Regions from separate parts of the Mus musculus genome. Here all the other regions are linked to region 2. Evidence: chromatin contacts called from public Hi-C, promoter capture Hi-C and targeted proximity ligation data. All regions are on one chromosome and are shown on one strand. The core of a region is the stretch at or near the end of the contact, and the rest is flanking DNA. Distances in the headings are between cores, read along the strand shown. Region 1 holds the start of Gda (guanine deaminase). Region 2 holds the start of Cemip2 (cell migration inducing hyaluronidase 2). Region 3 has its middle 270 kb from the start of Trpm3. Region 4 has its middle 300 kb from the start of Cemip2. Region 5 has its middle 330 kb from the start of Cemip2.

Region 1 (2,700 bases), core at 157-2,656, 310 kb before region 2:
TTCCCAATGTACCAACAACAACAACAGCAAAAAAAAAAAAAAATCAAGTCCCACAAGAAAACAAGATTGGGAGCCTGTGTGGTGGCTCAGCATGTAAAAAGTACTTGTCACCAAGGTGCTTGTCACCAAGCCTGAGGACCTGGATTCAGTTCCTGGAATCCATGGGGATTAAGGAGAGAACCAACAAAGAGAACACGTTGCTCTCTGACCACACATGCTACTTTGAGTATGTACACACACACACACATTTTTAAAAATCTTTAAGAATATCAGGTTTGGTTACTCCCAAATCTAAGTCATAATTCAGCATGGTCAATGACAGCATCTTCAACTTGGCAGACCACAGACTGGTATACTTTGAGAAACAATTAAAAATCCCATTCTGCCCCCAAAATGAAATGACTTCACTTATCAAACTGGCCAGGATGTTACTAATGTACACTGTCACCATCTGGGTGGACAAAGAAGTGCCAGGTATCAAAGGACACTTGTGGAAATCTAATTGTAGGGGGAGGGTATAAAAGCTATAATCATAGAAGGCATTTTGAACCTTAAAATGAAACCGTTTGTTTTGATTCAAATGGCTGTGTTGTGTGTGTGTGTGTGTGTGTGTGTGTGAGAGAGAGAGAGAGAGAGAGAGAGAGAGAGAGAGAGACAGAGAGACAGAGAAGACAGAGACAGAGACAGATTTTCCAGTTCTGTCCCTTCCAAGATTAAACTTGTGTAACATGTAGTGTTAATGCATTGTTTGATGAAAGAGCCTGCGAATGAGACCAGATGTTTTTGCTTATTCTACCTGATAAATTCAGCAGACAACACTAATCAACTGATCCCCACGCCACCCTGGTCAGCTCTGTCTCAAGAAATTCAACCACCTTTTCTAGGGATGCCTACAGTGCGGTGCGAGTACTGTTCCAGGCTTCTGGGATGTCATTCCGCCCTAGCCAGGTTACAAACCTAGTGATCAGTCAGTCTGCCTTCTCTAGAAGCCAAACGCTAAAGTTCAACTCTGGAGCCACCGTGCTCGCTCTACAGGAGCGAACCCTGAACGCGCAGTGCCTCGCCAGGGTCCCTCCACCTGTCCGCGGTGCGCGGGACCCGGTGCCCACTCACTTTGCCGCTGTCGCTCACGCCGAGGAGGTGATCGCGAAGCACCTCCATGGGGCAGGTCCAGGTGGAGTGGACGAAAGTCCCTCGGAAGACGAGCGCCAGCGGCGGCGTCCGAGCCGCACACATGGCTGCAGCAGGGCAGCGCGAGTTCACTGGCCAAGGAGGGCGCACCGGGCGGGCGCAGAGCGGTTCCTGCGGCTGCGGAGCGGGAGCTGCTGGCTCTTGGGGCTCGTTCTGCCCCCGCTTCCCCAGGCGATCGCCTGCCCCCTGCAGGCCGCGCCCAGGGGCTGGCTCCCTGCCTCCTGGATGCCAATAGGATTTTTCTCCTCTGAGTTGGCTCCAGCTCCCTTGGGGTGTGGCTTTCCTCCCCACCCCTGCGTTGGTTTTGGATGTGTTAACTCCTTGAGTTATCGAAATCAAGCCACTCTGACTTGCTTTCGTTGTGCACCTACACTGTCTTCTCTGAGCCTTCTATACTCCTAGGACCGTTCATCCCCTCAACTTGAGCACCAGAATTCTGAACTTGCATAAACGTGGTGACAGGTGAAAGGTCACTTTGAGCTGTACACCTTGTGGCCAGTTTCCTTTCCTGAGATTGAAGGATGCATACTATGTGTTCATTGTTTGCTGGGGTTCTGGAAGCTTGACTTATGTGGAACTTTACAGGGATCTCCAGCACCAAGGGTTAATCTAGATCTCAAAGTCCCTCTCTTCCACCGAGGTCAATATTTTAGTCCTTTTGCCCATCCACATACAATACCACGACTAACTTGTCTTGTGTCTGAGGAAACTAATTTTATTTATTCAGTTGTAAAAGAGGAGAAAATGAAGTTCCCAGCAGCTGAAGTACAAGGGTAGAAATCTAAAGACCACCTGCAAGCTACCAAACAGTCTGAGGTCTTCCATTCCTTTCATGAAATCAGAACCTGGGCCAAGTCACTACAAAACCTGTCCAGGTTCCCTCCCCCCACAACAGCCTCCAGCTCCTCGAGTTAGGTCCTGCAGGCAGGACTTTCTGGTTACCTTCAAAGTGTGGATCCCAGGTTTCCTCTGCTGCTCCCCACAGCAATGGGCTTGCTCTGAATCTAAATGGGGCAGCCTCTCTTCATTGCTTTGCCTTAAGTTGTAACTCCATGCAGTAACTGCCCCTGCCCAAGAGCTAACTTCCCCCTATCCAGAAGTTCCCGTCCCAGGAATCCATCCTTTTCCTTCACTGGTCATATCCATCCTTAAGAGTGTCATTTTCTCCCATATGTTTATTACCATTTCTTTTTAATGTTAATATTTTATTCCTTTGATCATTTTTTACAATGTATTTTGATCATATTTACTCACTACCCCCACTCTTCCTACTAAATTCCCTCCAGATTGTGTCTTCTATATGCAGGAAAACTGCACCATGTGATCTCAATAACATAGTAGCCTACACGAGGCTACACCTGAGCACTAACATTAGCTGACAATCAAGCTTGGTATCGGGAAATCCCACAAGACCTCTCCAGATGAAGTGCTACAGGCAATTAATGAGGGCTGAGAAGGCGAGTCAGTCTTTGTCAGGGATGAGCCCTGTAATTAGATATCTAGTACCGA
Region 2 (2,700 bases), core at 166-2,665:
CCAAGTTTTTTAGGATCTCAGGGGATTCTTATTAGCCCCAGTCTGGAAACATTGGTTCAGTTCTACCAAGTCCTAAACCAAACCTTGGAAATAGGGTATTCCTTTTTCTGTCTGCTGGTGTATCATAGCTACACGGTTGAATTTTTACTGGAAGGGGGAGAAAACAAACAAATAAACAAACAGACAGACAAACAACAGTGAGCCTGAAAAATGAACAATCCTGCCTGTACAGTATTCAATGAAACAGTTCCCCAGAGGCGACACGTCCAACTCCGAATTAAATAGAGGATGATGACTGTCCGGATTTGGCAATCTGGCAGCTGTCATTAGCTCCTGACCTCGTGGTCTGACGGACCAAGCCAGGTCGCGCCCTTTGCTGCAGGAAAGGCTTTTCCTCTGCCAGAGCAACTTCCTCCAGGGGACCGGGTGGTGGCAGGGCTACTCATGCCACCCGGCCAGTATATTCTGCAGTAGGGTGGGCTGAGGATTGGTTTTCAGTGTTGCATCTCCGCCTCCTGCAAGCTTCAGCCACTCTAGAGTAGCGTGGCCAGAAGGCGTGACCAGGCCTAGGTATATTTATTCTGGCCTTAGTGTGAGATGCTGGGGCTGCTCCAAGCTCCTAACCAGAACTGGACAACGGTCTGAAGTCAAGAACACACTGACTCTGCTGAGAGGGCTACGAATCCAGCTTCCTTGTTGGCCAGGTGGGGGCAGTCGAGGCGCCAGGACCCGAGGCTCAGAAAGTTTTGAGTGAGGTGGGGGGCTTGCGGGATATTATTGGGGGAATATACTGCTATGCCGAGTCAGCTTCATTCCGGAGCGATAAAAGATGTCGAACTCAGCTATTGGATGATAAAGGAAGAGAAAAGAGTTCAACCCTGTGTGTGTGTGTCTCAGGGGTGGTGGTGGTGGTGGTGGTGGTGGTGGTGTGTGTGTGTGTGTGGGTGGTGGTGGTGGTGGTGGTGGTGGTGGTGGTGGTGTGTGTGTGTGTGTGTGGGGTGGTGGTGGTGGTGGTAATAGGGGTTCAGCAGCCTGGCTAGACCCGAGAAGATGCAGGTTCAGTTTCGAGTGATGAGGGGTGCAGGCTCAGGTCGACTTTGTCAAGAGGTGACAAAAAAAGCAGTATCAGACTCAGCTGGGATGATGAGGTACACAGACTCAGGTTCAGGCCCGCTGCTTTTCCTGAACTCCCAGGTAGTCATCTGTAGCCGAAGGTCAAGGAGCCGCTGGGAAACCCTGGCCGCCGACGGTGTTGGCGGGCGTCCTTCCTGCTGAAGGCAGCTGGAGGCGCTGAGCCTTCGTCTGCAGCTTGTGGTGGGCGGAGCCTCCGCAGGTCTCGTCCCTCTGACAACAGGCCCCGCCCACCCCGCCTTTGACCCGCCTCCCTAGCTCGGGGCCGCCTGCCCAATCCGCAGCACTCTCGGCCCAGCCGAGCCGGCGCTTGTGTGGCCGGAGGCTGATTAGAGGGACCCTAGCGAGCCGCGGCGCCCGCCGAACCGGGGACCTGCGCGGCTCGGGAACGCGCCCTGCCTGCCGCTATTGTCTCGGAGCCGCACAGGCTCGCGCCGCCCGGACGGCGATTCCCCTCCTCTTCCTCCGGGAGGGAAGGATCCAAGAGCGCCAAGCCGGGCTGGCTGGAGGAGGTGGCCGCGAAGGCGGAGGGAGGAGCGTTACTCCCCGGCCCCGACTGCTTCTCCTCCGGCGTAGGTTGCCGCTGAATTCAGAGCGGCAGCGGGACGCGGGTTCCTGGCCATGGAGAGGAGATCTGCACGCGGGGACTCCAGGAGCTCTGCTCCCGCTCCTGCTCCTCTGGCCATCGCGTAGACACCTGAGTAGACCGACGCCAGGAGGGGGAGGGGAAGGTAAGGCTCCTCTAGTCCCGGGTGCCCAGCCCCGCCTCCTTGGCGGTCCCAAGGGCCCGGAGGGCGCAGACCCGACTTGCGCACCTTGGCGTCCTGGAGGCCTGGCTGTCCCTGTGCTGGCGTTTTTTTGCCGAGAAGCACAACATCCTGTGGGTTCCAGCGTCCGCCTTTGCCGGCGCCTTCCCGCCGGAGTTCTCCCATACATAGCGCCCCGAGACTCAACCTTCTTCCATGAAAAGGGGTCCTTAGGAATAGAGGTTTGATCCCCTTTTCATCCACTTTGTGTTCCCGGGGAGGTTAACAATGGGTCTTTTAAAGTCGGTGTGAACAGCCCTAAAGTTTCTGGAAAGGCTGCGTGGGGGACGCGGACCGCAGTGAAAGATTGATGGAATGTGCATTGTGGAGCCTTGGCGTCTACAAGAGCACGCTTGTGTAAAGTTTGGGGGGGAGTGTGGATCTTTGTCTCCTACTGTTCCCCTGAGTTGGTGTGACCCTGCTCCGTGTGGTAAGGCGCAGTTTCAGAATCTGGGCATCTTTAAAGCTGGGGACCAGTTTTTAGCACAGGACCTCACTCACCACAGTTCCTTGGCAGAGTTGGGAGGTCCTGGCAAAGAATGGGGTTCTCACTGCGAGTACCCTGAGGTGCTTCACGTAATACTACTTACTGCCCTCTAGCAATAAAACCAAGGTCTCTGCTGGGGGGCTGGTGTTTGTCACCAGACCCCCTGTGGAGCAGAAACACTCCCCTTAAATTCTCCGCCGAAGGTTAGGAGAACAGACTTTTGACACATCTCCTTTCTTCTGCAGTTGGGGTTAAAGGTAGAGTGCCTGTCTTTTA
Region 3 (2,821 bases), core at 213-2,712, 400 kb after region 2:
AAAGAACCTCTGGTGGAATCACCATGCCGGACCTAAAGCTGTACTACAGAGCAATTGTGATAAAAACTGCATGGTACTGGTATAGAGACAGACAAGTAGACCAATGGAATAGAATTGAAGACCCAGAAATGAACCCACACACCTATGGTCACTTGATCTTCGACAAGGGAGCTAAAACCATCCAGTGGAAGAAAGACAGCATTTTCAACAATTGGTGCTGGCACAACTGGTTGTTATCATGTAGAAGAATGCGAATCGATCCATACTTATCTCCTTGTACTAAGGTCAAATCTAAATGGATCAAAGAACTTCACATAAAACCAGAGACACTGAAACTTATAGAGGAGAAAGTGGGGAAAAGCCTTGAAGATATGGGCACAGGGGAAAAATTCCTGAACAGAACAGCAATGGCTTGTGCTGTAAGATCGAGAATTGACAAATGGGACCTAATGAAACTCCAAAGTTTCTGCAAGGCAAAAGACACCGTCAATAAGACAAAGAGACCACCAACAGATTGGGAAAGGATCTTTACCTATCCTAAATCAGATAGGGGACTAATATCCAACATATATAAAGAACTCAAGAAGGTGGACTTCAGAAAATCAAACAACCCCATTAAAAAATGGGGCTCAGAACTGAACAAAGAATTCTCACCTGAGGAATACCGAATGGCAGAGAAGCACCTGAAAAAATGTTCAACATCCTTAATCATCAGGGAAATGCAAATCAAAACAACCCTAAGATTCCACCTCACACCAGTCAGAATGTCTAAGATCAAAAATTCAGGTGACAGCAGATGCTGGCGAGGATGTGGAGAAAGAGGAACACTCCTCCATTGTTGGTGGGATTGCAGGAAAATAGTTAATGACATTTGATCTTTTACTTTGGCAACGGTGTTTCCTGAGTGAAATGCCATAGCTGTTACGGACAGGGAGCTAGACTGAACAACATCATAGCATGACTCAGCATGGGGGTGTTGTTTTTAGAATTCTCTCTTGAGAAAATCAAAAGGTTTTGCAATATCTGACTTTTTCTATATAATCTACTTTCTATAATAGATAGAGGCCTTAGAATTTCCCATTTCGAAGATGTATCAGGATCCCACAGTGCTTTGGTAAAGACAGCATTTACATATGAAGTTGCTAGCTCTATTTTATAGCAAAACCTATAGTTAAATGCCAAATTGTATATACAAGGGATGGGAATACCGATGAGGGATGTGCTGACATGTTTGTGGGAAGAGTCACTGAGATGACGGATCTGGGTCGGAGTCATGCAGGAGAGTGGGATGGGGTGGAAAGACCAAGATAGGTCTACACATCTTGGCAGAAATGCTATTGGCACTAGGGTAGCACAGCCTTCAACCAGAGGCATGTGAGTGGTTGTTGCAGGAGGCCTAGCAGGCTCAGCCCTTGATTACTGGATGATATCAGTGCCCTCTGAGCAGGGTTCTGCCACCCCATGCAGCTTGGCCAATTCTTGTCCTGTCAGAGTTGTGAGCTGCTGCTGGCATGTGCTGTATTGTATCCAGGGCTGTATTGCTTTTTTGGCTTTTCAAAGAAGAGCTCATGGTGCCAAGTGGGAGGAGGTGACAGATTTGTTGTGTCCTTTTGGGCAGAGTAGGGTGACTTGAGTGCTTTCATAGGACAAGTTGGACAAGTTAAAATTATTTCTAAATTCTAGAAGAACTCTTTGTAGTAAATTAGAGGAAAAGAATCAGTGTCATAATCATAACCTGTGTCATAATAAAGGCTGAGGTATCTGAAGACAGTACAGGCACCAAGAGACCAAACTCAGACTGATGAGTCTTCAAAAGAAATCTGAGAGTGGGATAATTTTGGCTGACTAATATGTCCACACAGGGAAATAGCTTTGCAATTATGCAGAGACTTTGTCATCTTTATGTGTCTTTATAAACTATGAATAATATTTACTCAATGTGAATTACTTTATGAATATTTGAAAAATGACAAGCATTTTGGAATTAAAGTCTTTTTAAATGTTTTTATGGCTGGAGTTATATACTCTATGTAGTTATTATATACAGTTTACTTTTTTGATTATTTGCATTTAAAATTATGAAGTTATTTTACATATATATTATAGGCATATTTGCTATGCATTAGTAACAAAATATTCAAAATATTTTACATGAAAGAATAAGTCCAGTGAAATTATTCGTTTATTTGTTAGCTGTAAGAAACCTCTTATGTTCAGTGAACTCTGGTGTCTTGATTATTTTGTTGTTCAGTAGTTGTTTCTAATATCTTAAATTTCTACATGTATTTAAAGGTTTAAGGAAACCAGTGGGTCTATTGTCAGAAAAAGGCACATATACCCAAGCACAGAAAACTTTTTCAGAATTACAAAGCAGGGTTCAGACACCTGTGGACTACCTTGAATCCTTTAGAAGAATATGAATCCTGGATAGTACATTTCTGGATTTTAGCACAAATCATCTTTCATGTGTGAAAAGAGAGAATTCATTGTCGTGTTGCTATGTCTGTCACATGTTGGTCTCCATGGAACTTGGTGATCTGAATGTGCTGTGGTGTACTGTTGCCAACTGTTTAACATCCAAAGCCATTTGGAATTTGTTTACTCCAAGCCATTGTACCAGAACCATGTTAGTAACAGAATTGCTGTGTGGAGTTGGAAATGAAATAATATAAAGAGCTTCCAGGTATGCGCATGAACAGAAATGTGCAGCCCGGACTTTCAGCATCTGCAGGTAAGTCTCTCCTTGTGTGGACCTGGTCAGCTTGGTGGACCATTGAGGGAGGATTCAGATTTATATTAGAGGTTCACCACTCTTCCTCCA
Region 4 (2,700 bases), core at 128-2,627, 300 kb after region 2:
GGATAGGCACAGCCCCCAGTTGAGGGATGAGGCCACTCACCCACCTCAAAAAATATTAATCCAGAATTCCGACTGTTAAAAGAAAATGCAGGGACAAAGGGTGGAGCAGTAACTAAAGGAAAGGCCATCCAGAGACTGCCCCACCTAAGGATCCATTCCATCTGCTAACACCAAACCCAGACACTGTTGCTGATGCCAAGAAGTGCTTACTGACAGGAGCTGGTATAACTGTCCCCTGAGAGGCTCTGCCAGAACTGGACCAGTACAGATGCAGATGTACACAGCCAAACATTGCCCAATGGAGAAGTTAGGGCAAGGACTGTAGGAGCTGAAGGGGGTTTCAACCCCGTAAGAAGAACAATATCAACTAACCAGACTCCCCAAAGCTCCCAGGGACTAAACCACCAACCAAAGAACACACAGGGGGTACCCGTGGCTCCAGCTGGATATGTAACAGAGGATGGCCTTATCTGGCATCACTGGGAGAGGAGCCCCTTGGTCCTGTGGAGGGTTGTTATATAAGCTTTCATTCTGGCTTGTAAATTCTAATGTCAAGAAGAAAAATAATAAACAATCTAGCTTTGCATCTTCAGATTTTCTAAGTTCTTTTCCTTGTATTTACATTCAAAATAATAGTTTGACTTATAAAATTATCCAATTTGGACTTTCTAAGCATGCATCTTACCAGTGGAGAATCAGTCAATCAATCATTAGCAGAGTGTCAAGCAAAGAGAATGCCAGTGTGTATAATCTTTTAAAAGTAAATCTAACTTTTATGGAAACTAGTATGTGTTGATGGCAACATTAAGTCACTGCCTTTTCATTTTGACTCACACCATAGCATTTATATGCAATCACTTGTTGTTAAATGACGAACAGACCCTATTTGCCTTATTTTGAATGTATTAAAATATATTAGACATTTTTCTAGATTCTGCCACTTCTATGATCAAGCTTACCAGTTTTTGTTGTTGTTGTTTTGTTTTTGAAAGAAAATTTTGAGTCATCTAAGTAGTTGGGATGGGGTATGTTAAACACCAGCTATAGATCCGGTATTCAGAGATCTTGCTAATAAAATATAATTCAAAGAGGGAAAACAGTTAACATATTTTTCATTAATATGTTTTTGCACATCTCTTAAGTGGAGCACATATTTGAATAAGAAATGGCTAAGCATTTGTGAAAGCCACGAATTTTTCATTTCAAAGAGAGGTTTTGAATGCAGGCAACCCTTTATACCAAAACATATCCAATTGAATAATGAATGAAAAGATTCAACTCTGGAGATGCTGCTGCTGGCGTCTAATGAGCTGGGATGCCAAAGCAGATGGCTCCTAGATACTTGAGTAGGGGGTGGAGATTGTTCCTCAGGATTTGCCTGCGTGGAGGGATTTCCAGCACTGGCTTGTGTCTAAATCAGCTTGTTCTACTTCCTGTAACCAAGGCAATGATCCAGAGCAACAACAAACAAAGGGACTTTGTAAAAAGGAGACAGTTTTCGCTATTTGTCAACACTATTCTTCTTTCATTTTATGTCTCTCCAAATACATTTTATTGATTAATGTGAAATTCCTTACAGAACAATTTCTCTGTTTATAGCAATGCCTGTGAGTCAAATGGCATGGTTCGTGGAATATAGGTGTGTTCATTCCTCTTTTAACGATTTTGAAGATCACTTAGAATCCAAGTGTTTGATGGCATTGCCTTGGGGAAGAGCATCCTTCTATTTAAACATTCCCTTACATACACATTTTCTACGGGTAATTTGCAGAGTGCTTGCCATGTGCATAGTATGGTTAAATATTGGAACAGAATACCATCTAACAATGTCAGTCAATTGACCAATGTAAGATTAATAATAGATAACACTTTGATCAAGATTCTGCACTATCTGGATTCTAATGTCCTCATTTTACAATGTCTAGGCCAATGAAGCTGAGGAATGCATGGGCTTTTAATCTTCTGGCCCTGACAAGCATTGGACATAAGCACAGCTGCTAATGCTTGAGAACCCAACACACACATTGTCTTCTTTTTAACCAGCATGGGATTTTCTTTTTAAACAAGATGGAAAACCAAGACAATGAGAAGCAAAGAACACATCTATTGCTGTGTATAATATTTGGCATGCCCAATCTTTATGCCTTTATCTCTGATGAAATTTATGTTTTGATGTTCCTCTAAAGTTGTTCGTATTGGAAATGACCACTTCATTCCTTGTAATGTTTCCTCTCTTCTTCCTTGTTATTTTTTCAAAGCTTTTAAGCTGTGAGTCAGAGATTTAGCAGGAAACATATGGAAGGGTAAAACTGAATAACTAAATAGCTTTTAATGAATATTCCCCCATGGCCAGGGGGATATTTGCTAAATGAATATGTGAGATCTACATTTCTCAAGAACTTTCCTAGGAACTCTTTGTACAGCATGTTCCTGCATCTACAGGCCACTGGATCTACACCACTGTAGTGCTTATCAATTATTAATCTTACGTGGGTCGATTGACTGACATCGTTAAATGGTATATGTCCTCCCTGGAATTCATGTGATGATCATGGTGAGAGTATTTATTTGCTACTCAGATAAAGTAGCTATGTAGATAGGGCGGGGACTGTGAAATCCAGCAGAAGGACATGTTTAACCTGTGCTAATCAAGCAGGGAAGGATCCAGGGTAGAAGTTCCCTGACCATATCTTCTTTCTA
Region 5 (2,700 bases), core at 168-2,667, 330 kb after region 2:
AAAAAGAGTTACAGGGAAGGGACATTCAAGCCAAGACTCAAAGAGTGAAACAGCTTTTTAACAAACCAAGGCAAATAGGAGGAAGAAGAGTGTTGTAAGCAAGAGGATGGCAGGACCCTCAACTCAGAGTTCTCCAGAACCCCGAAGTGCAGTGGAGCTGAAACTAGAATTACAAAGGGCAGAGTAGACAGAGGAAGCACTGAAACAGTGGTCAGTTGTTTCTTGAAGTACTTAACCAATGTGTCGAGTCATGAGTTTCAGTTTCATCAGAAGGGAAAAGAGCTACCCTTATACGTTCATGTTTGCATGTTAGAAACCTCATCTTAGTACACTGGATAGGGCAGACGGGAAGAATGGTGGTCTCCGAGGTAATCCAGGCAGGAGTGAAGGGAATGGTGGATTGGCAGGATTTTTCAAGACTTGGGGAATGTGAGGATGCATTTGGATGGCGAACAGAAAGGGATCAAAGTGGATTTCAGGTTTCTAGCTTTTATAAATGGGTCCTAGGAGAGCCAATTACTGACTTGTGACTGGACAGAAGTGGCATATGTTGCTGGAATGCGTGTGTGTAGGTGTGAGTGTGAATAAGGCAGCTGTTACAATCCATGAGCATATAAAAATAGTAACAACGGAAAGCAGGCAATTACTCCTTTATCAAATTTATGATCATGTTAATGTTACTGGGCCAGAAGCCATGCAGATAGTAATGATGGCGCACACTTTCTAGATCATTAATTGATAATATACTGAGCTGTTGCGTTGATACTTCATTTGTTTAGTCAAGGCTTACACAATGCGATCCATTTAATCATTTCATAACATATAGGCTGGGTTTGGAGAGAAGTTTCAATTATCCTTTAAAATGTATCTTAGAAAACGCGTTATCTAAAAATCCCTTGAAATGGCAGTCATTGTGACTTTTCTGGATTTTTTTTTTTAATTTTCTTATGTAAACAGTGAGTATTCCATTGAAACTTATCAGTCACAGCCCAGTATGAACTACAGCTTACTCCTAAGAATTTATCTATCATCTATTTGAGGCAGTGGCTCTTCTATGTGTAGCCCTAGCTGCCCTAGAAGAAGTAACTCTGTAGATAATGCTAGCCTTGAACTCAGAAATCAGTCTGCCTCTGCCCATCTCACACTGGGATTAAAGATGTGTGCCGCCGCCACGCCCAACACAAGAATTCCTTTTTAAGGAAGGACAATCTGGGTAATGTTCCTTTTAAAGCCTTAAAAAGTAAGTAGATACAAGGGAGGTCACAGGTGTCTTATGTCAGGAAGTATGAAGGAAGCCTCACTCTGGACTGATTTTTCAAGGCATGGCTTCCCTCAAACTCTTAGCCTAGCTTATCCATTGTGCTAGGGCAAATCTGTTGTGGGTAGCCCTGGTGTTATTTGTATTTTGATGCTAATTCTGCCTTCCCAAGAGGGGCTACCTAGGATGAGGAGTGAGTCACATAACTCAGGTGATTTCAGGAGAACCCTTCCCTAATGAATAAAGATTTCAGGGGACCAATCACTGTTCGAGTAATAGGTGGGACTTCCTGGTGGAATTGAGGAAGAGGGGAGGCAGAAAAAAGGGACGGATTTTTTTGGTTTGTTTGTTTTTTGTTTGGGGGATTTTTTTTTTTTTTCTAGTCAGGGTTTCTCTGTGTAGCCTTGGCTGTCCTGGAACTCACTCTGTAGACCAGGCTGACCTCAAACTCAGAAATCTGCCTGCCTCTGCCTCCCAAGAGCTAGGACTAAAGGCGTGCGCCACCACTGCCCAGCTAATAGACAGGTTTTTGGACAGGAGACAGGTGGAGGCCAAAATGTAGGATATGGAATCAGTTTAGGTGGCGGATCTGTGAGATCCACTACCGGAGGATTTAACTTAGAATGGCTTACACATTAGGATACTAGTTGTTGCGCCCAGTGATTGTGTTACCTGTTAATTCTGTACTAAGTTTATGTGCTGTTTTCCTTCCCTTGGTTACTCAACTGGGTTCCAGAGAGAAAGGCATGACGGCAAAGTGAGGCTTTGCGAGAAGTGTACCCCAAAAGGTTGTTGGAATTTGGAAGTGTACGGCTGGCATGGCAATGACCTGCCACAGGAACTTAGCCAGTCTGGTGGAGAGATTTTGGAGTTCAGGGTCAGAGAGTCTGCCAAGATGAGAACAGGCCATCCTGTAGCATGGATTGTTTTTTAAATATTTCCCCACAACACTAGTCCGCATTGCTCACTACATCTGCAGACAAAGCTCTATTCTGGACTTGCAAGCTATGTTATTGTTTTAAATTTTTAAACTTAACATACAACTTTAGAAAGTACTAGTGTAGAAAACACATCTTCAGAATACCCCATCAGGCAATAATTGAACCAGGGTTCAGCCACACTGAGCTAAGAATGATGGGTAGCCAAAGCTACTTAGGCCCAATCTGATGCAGACTTTCCACTCAAAGAAATTGTTTTCTCAACAAATACCCTTGGTAAATACTTCTCCCACCATTTTGATTAAACAGGTGAATTGGATTCTTTCTGCCGCTTTCCACAGGGGTGGTCTGTAGCAAGTATATAAAAGAAAACCAGCTCTCCCCCAAGTCACTGAGCTAGGAGCTAGGGCAAGTTAGAGACACAGACCACAAAAGATGTTTTATTTATATCACTGCTAGTAATTGGACTGCTAGCATGTTGTTGTGCTTATAGTAAATAGTCAT

Evidence for each region. Promoter capture Hi-C pulls out the DNA fragments that hold promoters and counts their contacts. Hi-C and Micro-C count contacts between places; a contact is called where the count stands out from the background.
Region 1: a promoter capture Hi-C map of hippocampal neurons shows a contact between it and region 2, with 2.7 times the contacts expected there. A contact is called at or near these places in 3 of 39 promoter capture datasets (hippocampal neurons and liver), 2 of 130 datasets of targeted methods (bone marrow-derived macrophages and pancreatic cancer cells) and 1 of 9 other capture datasets (liver).
Region 3: a contact with region 2 is called in a Hi-C map of the C2C12 cell line, with 2.8 times the contacts expected there. A contact is called at or near these places in 5 of 39 promoter capture datasets (the 3T3-L1 cell line, hippocampal neurons, liver and 1 more), 1 of 484 Hi-C or Micro-C datasets (the C2C12 cell line), 5 of 130 datasets of targeted methods (the NIH/3T3 cell line, bone marrow-derived macrophages, large pre-B cells and 1 more) and 3 of 9 other capture datasets (adipose tissue, embryonic stem cells and pancreatic islet).
Region 4: a contact with region 2 is called in a Hi-C map of neural progenitor cells, with 2.4 times the contacts expected there. A contact is called at or near these places in 6 of 39 promoter capture datasets (the C10 cell line, the SN4741 cell line, embryonic stem cells and 2 more), 3 of 484 Hi-C or Micro-C datasets (bone marrow-derived macrophages, nephron progenitors and neural progenitor cells), 5 of 130 datasets of targeted methods (the 230-238 cell line, bone marrow-derived macrophages, large pre-B cells and 1 more) and 1 of 9 other capture datasets (embryonic stem cells).
Region 5: a targeted proximity ligation map of embryonic stem cells shows a contact between it and region 2, with 3 times the contacts expected there. A contact is called at or near these places in 8 of 39 promoter capture datasets (the 3T3-L1 cell line, the C10 cell line, the SN4741 cell line and 4 more), 6 of 130 datasets of targeted methods (bone marrow-derived macrophages, embryonic stem cells and forebrain) and 3 of 9 other capture datasets (adipose tissue, embryonic stem cells and macrophages).

The regions. Positions count from the first base shown.
Region 1 is chr19:21,471,255-21,473,954 of GRCm38.p6, forward strand. It overlaps Gda (guanine deaminase), which reads right to left and starts at 1,407. Exons shown (of 14, transcript NM_010266.2): 1 at 1,114-1,407. The coding sequence starts at 1,236.
Region 2 is chr19:21,776,925-21,779,624 of GRCm38.p6, forward strand. Cemip2 (cell migration inducing hyaluronidase 2) reads left to right here and starts at 1,416. Exons shown (of 24, transcript NM_001033759.2): 1 at 1,416-1,862.
Region 3 is chr19:22,177,774-22,180,594 of GRCm38.p6, forward strand. It overlaps a transcript of Trpm3 not described here. Among named protein-coding and RNA genes, the nearest start is that of Trpm3, 270 kb to the right of the region's middle.
Region 4 is chr19:22,080,289-22,082,988 of GRCm38.p6, forward strand. No RefSeq gene overlaps it. Among named protein-coding and RNA genes, the nearest start is that of Cemip2, 300 kb to the left of the region's middle.
Region 5 is chr19:22,108,509-22,111,208 of GRCm38.p6, forward strand. No RefSeq gene overlaps it. Among named protein-coding and RNA genes, the nearest start is that of Cemip2, 330 kb to the left of the region's middle.